Regions from separate parts of the Gossypium hirsutum genome. Here region 2 is linked to region 1. The links are chromatin contacts, called in public Hi-C maps. All regions are on one chromosome and are shown on one strand. The core of a region is the stretch at or near the end of the contact, and the rest is flanking DNA. Distances in the headings are between cores, read along the strand shown. Region 1 holds the start of LOC107913360 (leucine-rich repeat receptor-like serine/threonine-protein kinase BAM1). Region 2 overlaps LOC107913364 (kinesin-like protein KIN-8B).

Region 1 (5,123 bases), core at 1,333-3,832:
GAGTCAAGGAGGATGTTGTTTGATTTCACGTCTCGATGGAGTATCAACGGGGAACAATCATGATGAAGGTAGCATAGCCCCTTAGCAGCCTCAACCGCGATCTTATACCTCGTATCCCAGTGCAAATGACCCCCTTTCTTGCCATGAAGAACCTCTCCTAAACTTCCATTAGGCATATATTCATACAACAAAAGATTTGTCTCATGGTTTGAGCAAAAGCCCAACAGTCTCACGATGTGCCTGTGCCTAATCCTCCCCAGTGTCTGTATCTCAGCATTGAATCCATGATCATGAGAAGACCCTCGGCTCATTGCGGGTAACCTTTTCACCGCAACCTGATCACCATTAGGCATAAGTCCCTTGTACACAATCCCAGCACCTCCTTTTCCGATGATACTATCCTCCTTCAAACAGTCCAACACATCATCACAAGTGAAATCCAAGCGCTGAAAAGCAGTTAACTTCCAAGCTCGAGACTTTCTCGCCTTTTTCAAGGACCTTGCTTTGATTATAGCCGCGACTGCAAACAAGATGGAGCAGACAAGCAAGCCAATAACAAGCAAAAGCTTCAATGAAGCAGACAGTCCACCTTTAACATGAGTTTGATCAGTTCCATTAGCCCCATCCTTGCATGGCCTCAAATACGGGCCGCAAAGTTGAGGATTCCCCAAGAATGAGGTGTAGTTAAAGTAACTAAACTGACCAGTGCTCGGAACCAAACCAGAGAGATTGTTGTATGAGAAATCAACTGAAGTTAAACTTTGCATTGTAGCTATTGATGAAGGAAGGGTACCAATAAGATGATTTCTTGACAGATTGAGGTAGTTTAATATCCTCAGACCAGTAATCTCAGTCGGAATCTCACCCGAGAGCTCGTTTCGACTAAGATCAACAAATGTTAACAGCTTGCATTTGCTAATTTCAGGAGCCACCGGACCTGAAAGCTTGTTATGGCTGAAATCCATCTTTGAAAGTTGTTGTAACTTCCCAATCTCAGCAGGGATTCGACCCGAAAACTTGTTGCCGTCAAGAAGAAGCTTCTGAACACCTGAAAAGTTACCGATACTAGCCGGTAAAGCCCCTGAAAGCTGATTGTTCGATAAACTAATTTGCCCAAGATTCACCGAGATGGGAGAATCGGTAACCGAGAACTCTCCGGTTAAGTAGTTGTTTTGCAATTCAACTTGAGTAAGGTTTGGTAATTCGAATAGTCCTTTTGGAATTGATCCGTTGAGAAAATTTTCCCCCATTCGTATCCGATTGAGCGACTCGCATTTCCCCAACGCTTCTGGAATTGGACCAAACAAGAAATTCCCCAAAGCAATCAAAGTTTGCAACGTGTTGCCGGAACACATATCCGGCGGCAAATTCCCCGTTAACTTATTTGACGAAAGGTCTAGGAGCTGAAGCTTTCTATTACTTCCCAACGTCTGAGGAATGCTTCCTGTGAAGTTATTTTCCCATAACTGTAAAACCTGCAACTCAGGCAACTCACCGATAAACTCTGGAATCTGCCCGTGAAGTTTGTTTCTGAAAAGATTCAGAAGAGTCAAGTTTTTGAGGTCAGCGAAACTCTGTGGAATCTCTCCAGTCAGCATATTGTTCGATAAATCCATTGATTTCAAGCTTTTTAAGGTTCCCAGCGCGGGAGTTAAGGAACCAGAAAGTGCATTGACTTGGAGAAACAAAGTGTCGAGCTTCTGTAACTTGCCGATCTCTGGTGGTATTTCGCCGGATAACATGCAGTTAGCAGCGTCGAACCGAACGAGTTCTGATAAGTTCCCCATCTCCGGGGGCAAGCCACCTTCAAAACTATTGTAATAGCCAATGTACAACTGCTGTAACATTGTCAGGTTACCAATTTCGGGTGGGATTTTACCGCTAAGTTCGTTACCTGAAACGGCTAGATATTCAAGGTGCTCCCAACGGCCGTAACTTGACGGGATCTGACCGCTGAAAAAGTTTCCTCCCAAATGCAGGTGGCGTAAATTGGGAAGCTCAGTGACGGAAACCGGCAAGTCCCCGGTCATGTTGTTGTTATATAAATCGATGACTCGGAGGTTTTTGAGTTGGGAAAGTTGGGAAGGGAAAGAACCGCCGAAAACATTGTTGGAGAAGTTGAGGTAACGGAGAGCGGAAAGGGCGGCGAGTTCCGTCGGGATTGGACCGGAAAGCTGGTTGGCTGCGACGGAGAAGTTTTGGAGGAAACGGAGGTAGGAAAAGGACGGGGAAAGAGTTCCGGACAAGTTGAAGTTAGAAAGGTCGATGGATGTCACGTGACGACCGGTATGGTCGCACGTGACACCGGTAAAAGAGCAAAGAGATGTACTTTCATTCCAGTTGGATAGATAAGATTGAGGGTCATCGGTAATGGATGATTTAGCATCGAGAAGCGCGCGAAACTCCGAGACGGATCGTGCGGCAGAGGAATGGGAAATGCGGAGGAGAAGAAACAGTACGAGGAGGGGGAGAAACTTCATTTTAGCTCTATCTTACAAAAGATTTTCTTTTTCTTTTCTCCCTGAAATGGAATTAGGAGGGAAAGATGGGGGGGGGGTCAATGGGAGGGGAGACTGAGGTGAGTCAGTGAAGAAGACGAGAAGTGTGATTTTATTATATATATTTTTAAATTTGTTTGGTTACGGGTAGAGCTGATTTTGAACATTTCATGATTGCCCTCGATGTTTCATTTGTTTTAGATTTGGACTTTGATTGTTGGCTTCATTTTTTAATTTGAATAATGTTAAGCAATACATTTATTTTTTATTTTCTATTTTGTTCAACTTCTAATTAAATTTAAACCCATGATGAATGGATTACTCAAATAAATTTTGAAAATTCAACTATAATTTTAAATAAAAACATTTATATATATACTTTTTAAAAAATTTTTACTTAAGCAAATCATTCTATTCAATTATTTTTTAATATATAATTTTTTAAATTAAAATAAAATTATTAAATTATGTAAGTACACTTGCAATGAGATTATCCACTTCGAGTGAAAAACATCCGATCGAATCGAGTGAAAAATTTTCGTGTTAGTCAAATTGAGGAGTCATATTTTATCATTCTAATTCAATTTGAATTTTTTTTTCAAAATGAGTCTTGTGAAATGAGATTCAATTCAATTCGAATCGAATCGAGTCGAATTTATTTATTCAAGATAAATTAAAAAAATTTAAACGAATCATAAATCTTGTTGATAGTATGATTAAAATTCTAAGTTAAAGAACATATTTTGAAAACTCTTTTAAAACAAATAAAATGGAAAAATACAAGATAATTAGTATGATAAATTTGATTTGATAATTTACTTGTTTAAGACCTCAAATTTATCATTTTAGATTTTTTTTATAAAATACAATTTAGCATTTAATATATTTTTAAGATTTTTAGATTTTTTTCATTTTTTGAATATATTTATAAAATTTTGAAAAAAATATAAATATTTTGAATTTTGAATGTTGTTTTGAATATTTGTATTTTTTTAGAGAAATCAAATTATATGTTTTCAAAATTGTTAGTAATTCAAGAGATATTTACATTAATTTGTTACTCAATTTATTCGAATTATTCAACTTGTAAAACTCAACTCGATTTAACGAAAACAAAATTACTTATTCGAATTTATTCAAAAAAAATTAAATAGTATAATTCAATTAACTCAAAAATTTTAAAAATCGTTTTTTTTCAAATAAAAGTGAATTTTCCTCACCCTAATGATGATACTTACTATTTGTCCACAATTAATATTTTTAATATAGACACATTTTAAATTAACATAAAAGCTATTAATCTATGTTTTTTTTTTCAATTTGAATATAGTAAAAGAATTATTTATGTATCAAAATAAGTATCTCTAAAAGTTTTTTTGTCAAGAGATGCTTTGTTATTAGTACCTCAGTACTAATGATTGTTGAGTTTAGTTATATGTCTTGACAAATTTTATAAGATTATCGGAGTCAAGATAATGTTTATAGAATAATTATTAAAACCTCAACAACAATAAGTGTAAAATTTGTATTTTTAAAATTATTGTGGATCATATTTAAGCAAACCTCAACACCTACCGATGTTGAGGTCCTTATAAAAATATTTTTTTAAAATTTAATAATAAATGTAATTATTTTTTTAAGAAGAGAACGAATATTTAAATTGATTTAGTCACTCATGGATGTTGAGTTTTTATTAAAAACCTTAAAGGTGTGTTTGGATAAAGAATTTGAAGAAAGGATTTCATTTGTATCACGATTTTCAAAATTTTAAAAATGAATTTACTTGCTTGGGTAAAATTATCAGAAAATTTCATAATTTGTAATTAATTTCAAAAAAAGATTTTAGTAGCTTAATTTCCTTTTTAAAATTCCACTTAAAGGGGTTTTTTTTTCAAATTTCCTTATAATTTTATTTTATTTAATAAATATGGTCCCATTATAAGGTAATAAAAAAATAAACTAGGTGGTTAGAAACGAGTGATGAAATTTCTATATGTATGTGTGTGTGTGTGTGTGTGTGTGCGTGTGTTGGGTTTTGTACACGTTTCTCTACAGCTATAAATCACCTATACGGCAGATTGAATAGGATTATGACGCGTGTCAAGTTTCCATAGGGACAAATGTTGTATATCTAGATAATCAGGTTAGGAAAAAGGGGAGTTTTTTTCTTCCTTCTTCAAGAAGTATTTCTGTCTAAATCTAAAGAAACATAGGGTAACCCCTCTTTTTACTTAAGCTAAATTGTAGATCTGGATCTTTACTGAAAAATGCTCCATGTCAAGGTAAGATTTATGACCCTACATGCTATGATTATGAAAGAGTAAATTCGTTTTAACTTGGTAAGATGGATGATATAAGATCTTATTTGGGGATTTTTAGTGTTAGAGATGACGAAAAAAGGGGTACGTGAATAGATCTTGATGAATTTCCATGTTTTGTAGAAGTAGTTGTTGTGGATTGTTCGATGAAAGTTTGGATCTAGAGTGTGGTGTTGCAGAAGATGAAAGTTAGGTGAGTCCCTAAGCCGACTCTTATATGTGTGATTGTGCATCTTAGAAACTTCTGTGAAAAGTAAATAAATTATGGAATTGAAGCTAAAGAAGTATGATGTGACGATCTTGTGTA
Region 2 (5,123 bases), core at 1,594-4,093, 220 kb after region 1:
GGACTAATAATACTTTCACAAAAGAAGTTTTGCATATTACTATGAAAGTTTCTAAATAACATAAGAACCTGAAACATGACTATTGTTTAGAACACACCAGGTTTAAAGGTTGGTGTTTATTCTCGTTTCAAGATTTAAGATATTGTGTCCTAACTCACGGGATATAATTCTTTTTCTCGATTAACGAGAAATACACCCTTTTTTAAATTTTTAAGTAATTTTAATAAAATGATCATATTTTTAAATTTCTTTTCGAATTTTTAATTTTTCGACATTAAGACATTAATTAATCAATTAGGTACCAATTTTGGGCATGACGAGGGTGCTGATCCTTCCTCGCATGTAACTGACTCCCGAACCCGTTTTTCTTAAATTCCGTAGACCAAAATCATTGTTTTAATAAAATCAAAACGTTTTATCAAAATGATTGAATTGCAATGTGATTCGATCACACCTCAAAAAATGTCAGTGGCGACTCCCATTCTTTTTATTTTCATTTTTAAAATAAAATTCAACACCATACTTTGTTGTAAAAAAGTGGTTTCGACACATATTATCATGAAATTATAGAATTACCCCTCTTATTTTAACTTTTTCATAATTTAGTCCTTAAGCTCGTAACTTAAAATTTAACCATTTTAACCTAAACTCATGTTAACCGGTTTTACTAGGGATCTTGAACAACCCATAATTACCAAAATTTCACATTAAAACCCATGACTTTTTACACTTTCAACAATTTAACCCCTAATTCCAAATTCATCAAAAATCACTTGACAAAATAAGTTTGTTTAACAACTAAGATTGATAATCTATCAACTAACATCAAAACACATTCAAACTCAACTATGGAAAGTCCCTCAACCTTTAACAGTTTTGCAAATTAACCCTTGGGCTAGCTAGATTAAGCTAAAACGAGCTCAAAAACATAAAAATCATTAAAATCGGGGCTCAAATACATACCATAGATGAAGAAACTCAAAACCGAAGCTTTCTCCCCCCTTCAATGGCTAATTTTGGTTTAAAAAAGAACAAAAAAAGAAGATGATAGCTTTGTTTTGGTTTATTTCATGATTTTTGTTTATTTACTCATTTACCCTTACATTATAACTTAAAAACTAACATAAACATGTCCATATTTGTCCACCATCAACATATATGGTATAATTACCATCTAAGTCCATTAATTCATCTTATTAAAGCTTTTCAATCCACTTAACTAATAGAACTCAACTTTTACACATTTTGTAATTTAGTCTTTTTTACCTAATTAACTACTTAAACCTCAAAATTTCATAACAAAAATTTAATATTATCTTAAATTAACCCTATAGAAATTAAATAAATATTAAAATAATAACTCACTTTTTAGAGTTGTGGTCTTGAAACCACTGTTTTCGACACCATTGAAATTGGGTTGTTACAACAGTGTCCTGCGATGGCTGAGAGGGACTGATTTCGTCTTCGTCTTTCCGTCTCTACTCAACCGCTACTCTCTAGTTTCACCTATGGATCTCCACCCTTGTTCGTCCGTCTTTGGGTTTCCTCCTTTGGCTTTTTGTAGACTTTTTCCTTAGGGTAAATCCAACAACCCAAGATTACCTTCTCCTCTTTTTAAATTCTTTTTTCAACAACCCAAGATTATTATCTTCTCCTCTTTTTAAATTCTTTTTTCAACAACCCAAGATTATCCTCTTTTTAAATTTTTTTTTTCTAAGATAAAAACCTTTTGTCCCGGCAAACCTACACTCATTTATTTCTCGTTGCTCAACCTGCACTTGCCAAACCTGAAACACAACCCTTCCACATGCAATTAAAAGTAAAAAATAATAATATTTAAGCACCGTCTAAGCTTCTTATGCAATGTTCTAAAAATACTAAAATAGTGTCTAAAAATGCAACTAAGTTTTATATAATCTATTTTATGCAACCTAAAATAGTGTTACTGATAACAACTTTATAATGTAAATTCAACATATATAATCTTATGTACTACAAATTCTATATTTAAGTTTTTTAGTTTATCAATAGTTTGGGAGTGTAGTTTAAGGATGTAATAATTTAAGAAATTTATAGGAAAAAAGTTTAAAGTTTATAAGGAATAAAAAATTTCAATTTTTATCCCTATATTTGTTCGTTCTATGTATAGAACGACTCAGGTATAGTTTTCATTTGGCTATATCTAAGGGTCAGTGGCATCCAATTAGATTATTTAGAGTTGGGCCAAATTTATTGCATCTATTCTTTATTGATAATCTGGTAATTTTTAACAAAGTTGATTTGGGTCATGCACAGCTCCTTTAAGGAGATTTTGGATAATTTCTGTGATCTCTCTGGTCACTGTGATGAGGCGGTGGGAAGCGAAATTAGTAGTTTGCTTAGTTTCCAAAAACTGATAATCTCAACTCATATCTGGGCATTCCTCTTTTTCATGAAAAGGTCACCAATAGCACTTTTCGATTTGTGGTGGATAATGTTCGAAGTAAGTTGTACAACTGGGATGCCAAGAAGTTATCTTTAGCTAGGAGAGCTACTTTAGCACAATATGTGCTTTTATCCTTTCATAATTATTTCATGCAGACTTCAATGATTCCTGAAGGAGTTTGTGATGAGATTGAGCGCTTGGTCAAACAGTTTATCTGGGGTTGGTCGAGTGGAAACAAAAAACTAGCATTAGTTGGGATTTAGTCTGTCAGCCTCGTTCTTCTAGAAGACTTGGGTTTTGTCGTTTGGAGGTCCAAAACAAGTCTTCTTCTTTTTTTTCTGGTTAAAGTTGGGGTTTAGTTTGGTACATCCATATAGCATTTTGAGAAGTTTGAATTCATTCTTTTGGAGGATTTTATCCAAGGTTTGGCCTTTACTTAAAGATAATCTAGTATGGTTTGTGGGAGATGGAAGGTCGATTCGTTGCTGAAAAGATCATTAGATTTCGAGTGTAGGACCATTGATGCAGCTAATTCCTTCGCATGCTAACTTGGATCCTGATTACATGCTTGACGAGATGGTAACAGTGGACGGGTTGTGGAATCTTGATTTATTTCGGGTGTGGCTATCTGAAGACATTGTTCGGTGTATAGTCAGTATCCCAAAACCTCATTCTTTAGCGGGATCGGATAGGATTGCTTGGAGTCGTCAACCTACTAAATCTTTTTTCGTTAAAAGTGTGTGTCACATGATTTAGGAGAATTTTAAGAGAACTATAGATGAGTCTTGGAAGACGGTATGGAAATTTCAAGGGCCACAAAGAGTTTGCCTCTTTATGTGGCTTGCTTTAAAGCAACGATTGCTTACAAACATGAAACGTGTTGGGAGAGGAATTGTTCAGGATCCTTCTTACCCAGTTTGCACTCATGCCTCTAGAGACCTTTATGTTTTTAGAGATTGTTCAGCAGCGACAGAGGTATGACTGAGCATAATGCCTGTAAATAAGAGTAATAATTTTTTCTTTGCTTCCAACTTTGCAAACTAGTTAGTTTCAACTTATCCTACATTTAAGGGTGCTTTCTGAGGAAGTTCTTTGGTCCTACTTATTTGGTTTAATTGCATGGCGTCTTTGAAAGAATAGGAATTTATTCATTTTTCAAGGTTTGTCCTTTAGAGATAATTAAAGTTTCATTATGTTGGGTTTGACAATTTTTTAATGTACATACGACTATGATGTTTAGTAGATGCATTGGAGCTTAGGTTCAATCTTTGTCAGGTATTTGTATTTTTTTACATACTGATGGGGTAATGAATGTGAGCACAAGATACGCATCCGCTAGTGTAGTGCAAGATCATTTTAGTGACTGGATTGTCAGGTTTAATCATAATTTAGGTGTTTGTTCGGTCTTTGATGCTGAACTTTGAAGTACCTAAAGTGGTTTACTCTTGTTACAAGAAAAGGGGTATGTTAAAGCTTTAATTCAGACTAATTGCTTGGAGGTGGTCAATGATATTCAAGATGGCTATTTGGAGGCATCAAACTCAGCCTTGATTCAAGGAATTAAGCAGATGTTACAGTACAAAGAACATTAAATAATTAGGCATGTCCCTAAATAAAGAAATCAAGTTTCTGATCATTTAACTGAAATATCTTCTATTGGGATTGATGGTATGCTTGTCTAGGGAGTTGATTGACTTTCTTGAGCAAGACAAAGCTACTATTACTTTTTGTTCATTTAGTTTGATCTTGTTATCTCATTTTTTATTCACCAAAAAAAAATTCAATTTGTTAAATACATTTAATTTTCTGAAACTATCTTATTCAATGGACCACTCCACTTTATTTCTGGTCACAATCTTTATTTCATCGAATAAATATAAAATGAACACTTAACATTAACATTACAAACAAGTTCTTGGCAGCTATTTTGTCGTTCATTTTGTAACTTAGATTTCAACTGAAGAAATTGATTGAACGTTTTTTTTTTCTATGAAACATTACTGTTACAAAAACAACCTACAATCCGCAGCTTGGGTTTTATAAACCCTCTAATCTCCACAATGGGGAAACAAAGAATTCAGCTACCAATTCCTCCTGAGCCAACTCTGATGCACTGATTCATGTATATACATCAACACTGGAGAGAAAAGAATGCAAAAACAAAACAATGGAAAGAAAGACTGAGGTACAACATACAAGAAAGCTATACAAAAATGGAGGGGCAGCCTTAAGTTTTAAAGCTTTGGTTAGTAAATGTATGAATGTAGGAAAGGCTTGGGTGGTTGGAGGGGTTGGAATTTTGGACCGAATGATTCAGGTTGTGTGTACTAAAGGATTGTTCGGATGGGATAAATCCCAAAAAACCATTGGCTGTCCTACCGTGACCGACTATTGGTCCTTTGACCATGTCTTGGCTGCTGCTACTGATTGAACCATGAGGAGCCTTGCTGTATAAATTTTGCCTCATAATGTCCTGTTTAACACAAAATAAGCTAAGAACAAAAGCATGAAAATGGCATAAAAGAACTGACATTGAAGTTCTAAGACTTTATGCTGACGAGTACAACAACATGATCTAATTGAAGAGAAGATACAGCTATTAGTGCTCTAAATATTTACTTCACGTAATGTAGTCTTAAGCTTGATAGAAAAGATGAGGAATGTCAGGAAAATAGTGCAAACTGTCAATGAACAATGA

Evidence for each region. Hi-C and Micro-C count contacts between places; a contact is called where the count stands out from the background.
Region 2: a Hi-C map of callus shows a contact between it and region 1, with 4 times the contacts expected there. The contact joins the enhancer-like site here to the promoter of LOC107913360 in region 1. A contact is called at or near these places in 6 of 34 Hi-C or Micro-C datasets (callus, leaf and seedling).

Annotation. Positions count from the first base shown.
Region 1 is chrD11:29,918,792-29,923,914 of Gossypium_hirsutum_v2.1, forward strand. LOC107913360 (leucine-rich repeat receptor-like serine/threonine-protein kinase BAM1) reads right to left here and starts at 2,583. Exons shown (of 2, transcript XM_016841916.2): 1 at 1-2,583. The coding sequence starts at 2,480.
Region 2 is chrD11:30,143,373-30,148,495 of Gossypium_hirsutum_v2.1, forward strand. LOC107913364 (kinesin-like protein KIN-8B) reads right to left here. Exons shown (of 17, transcript XM_041104033.1): 17 at 4,243-4,898. The coding sequence ends at 4,846. Among protein-coding and RNA genes, the nearest start is that of LOC107913364, 10 kb to the right of the region's middle. Within about 2 kb of position 2,844, at least 4 of the 9 cell types and tissues checked have an H3K27ac peak or open chromatin away from gene starts, as enhancers often do.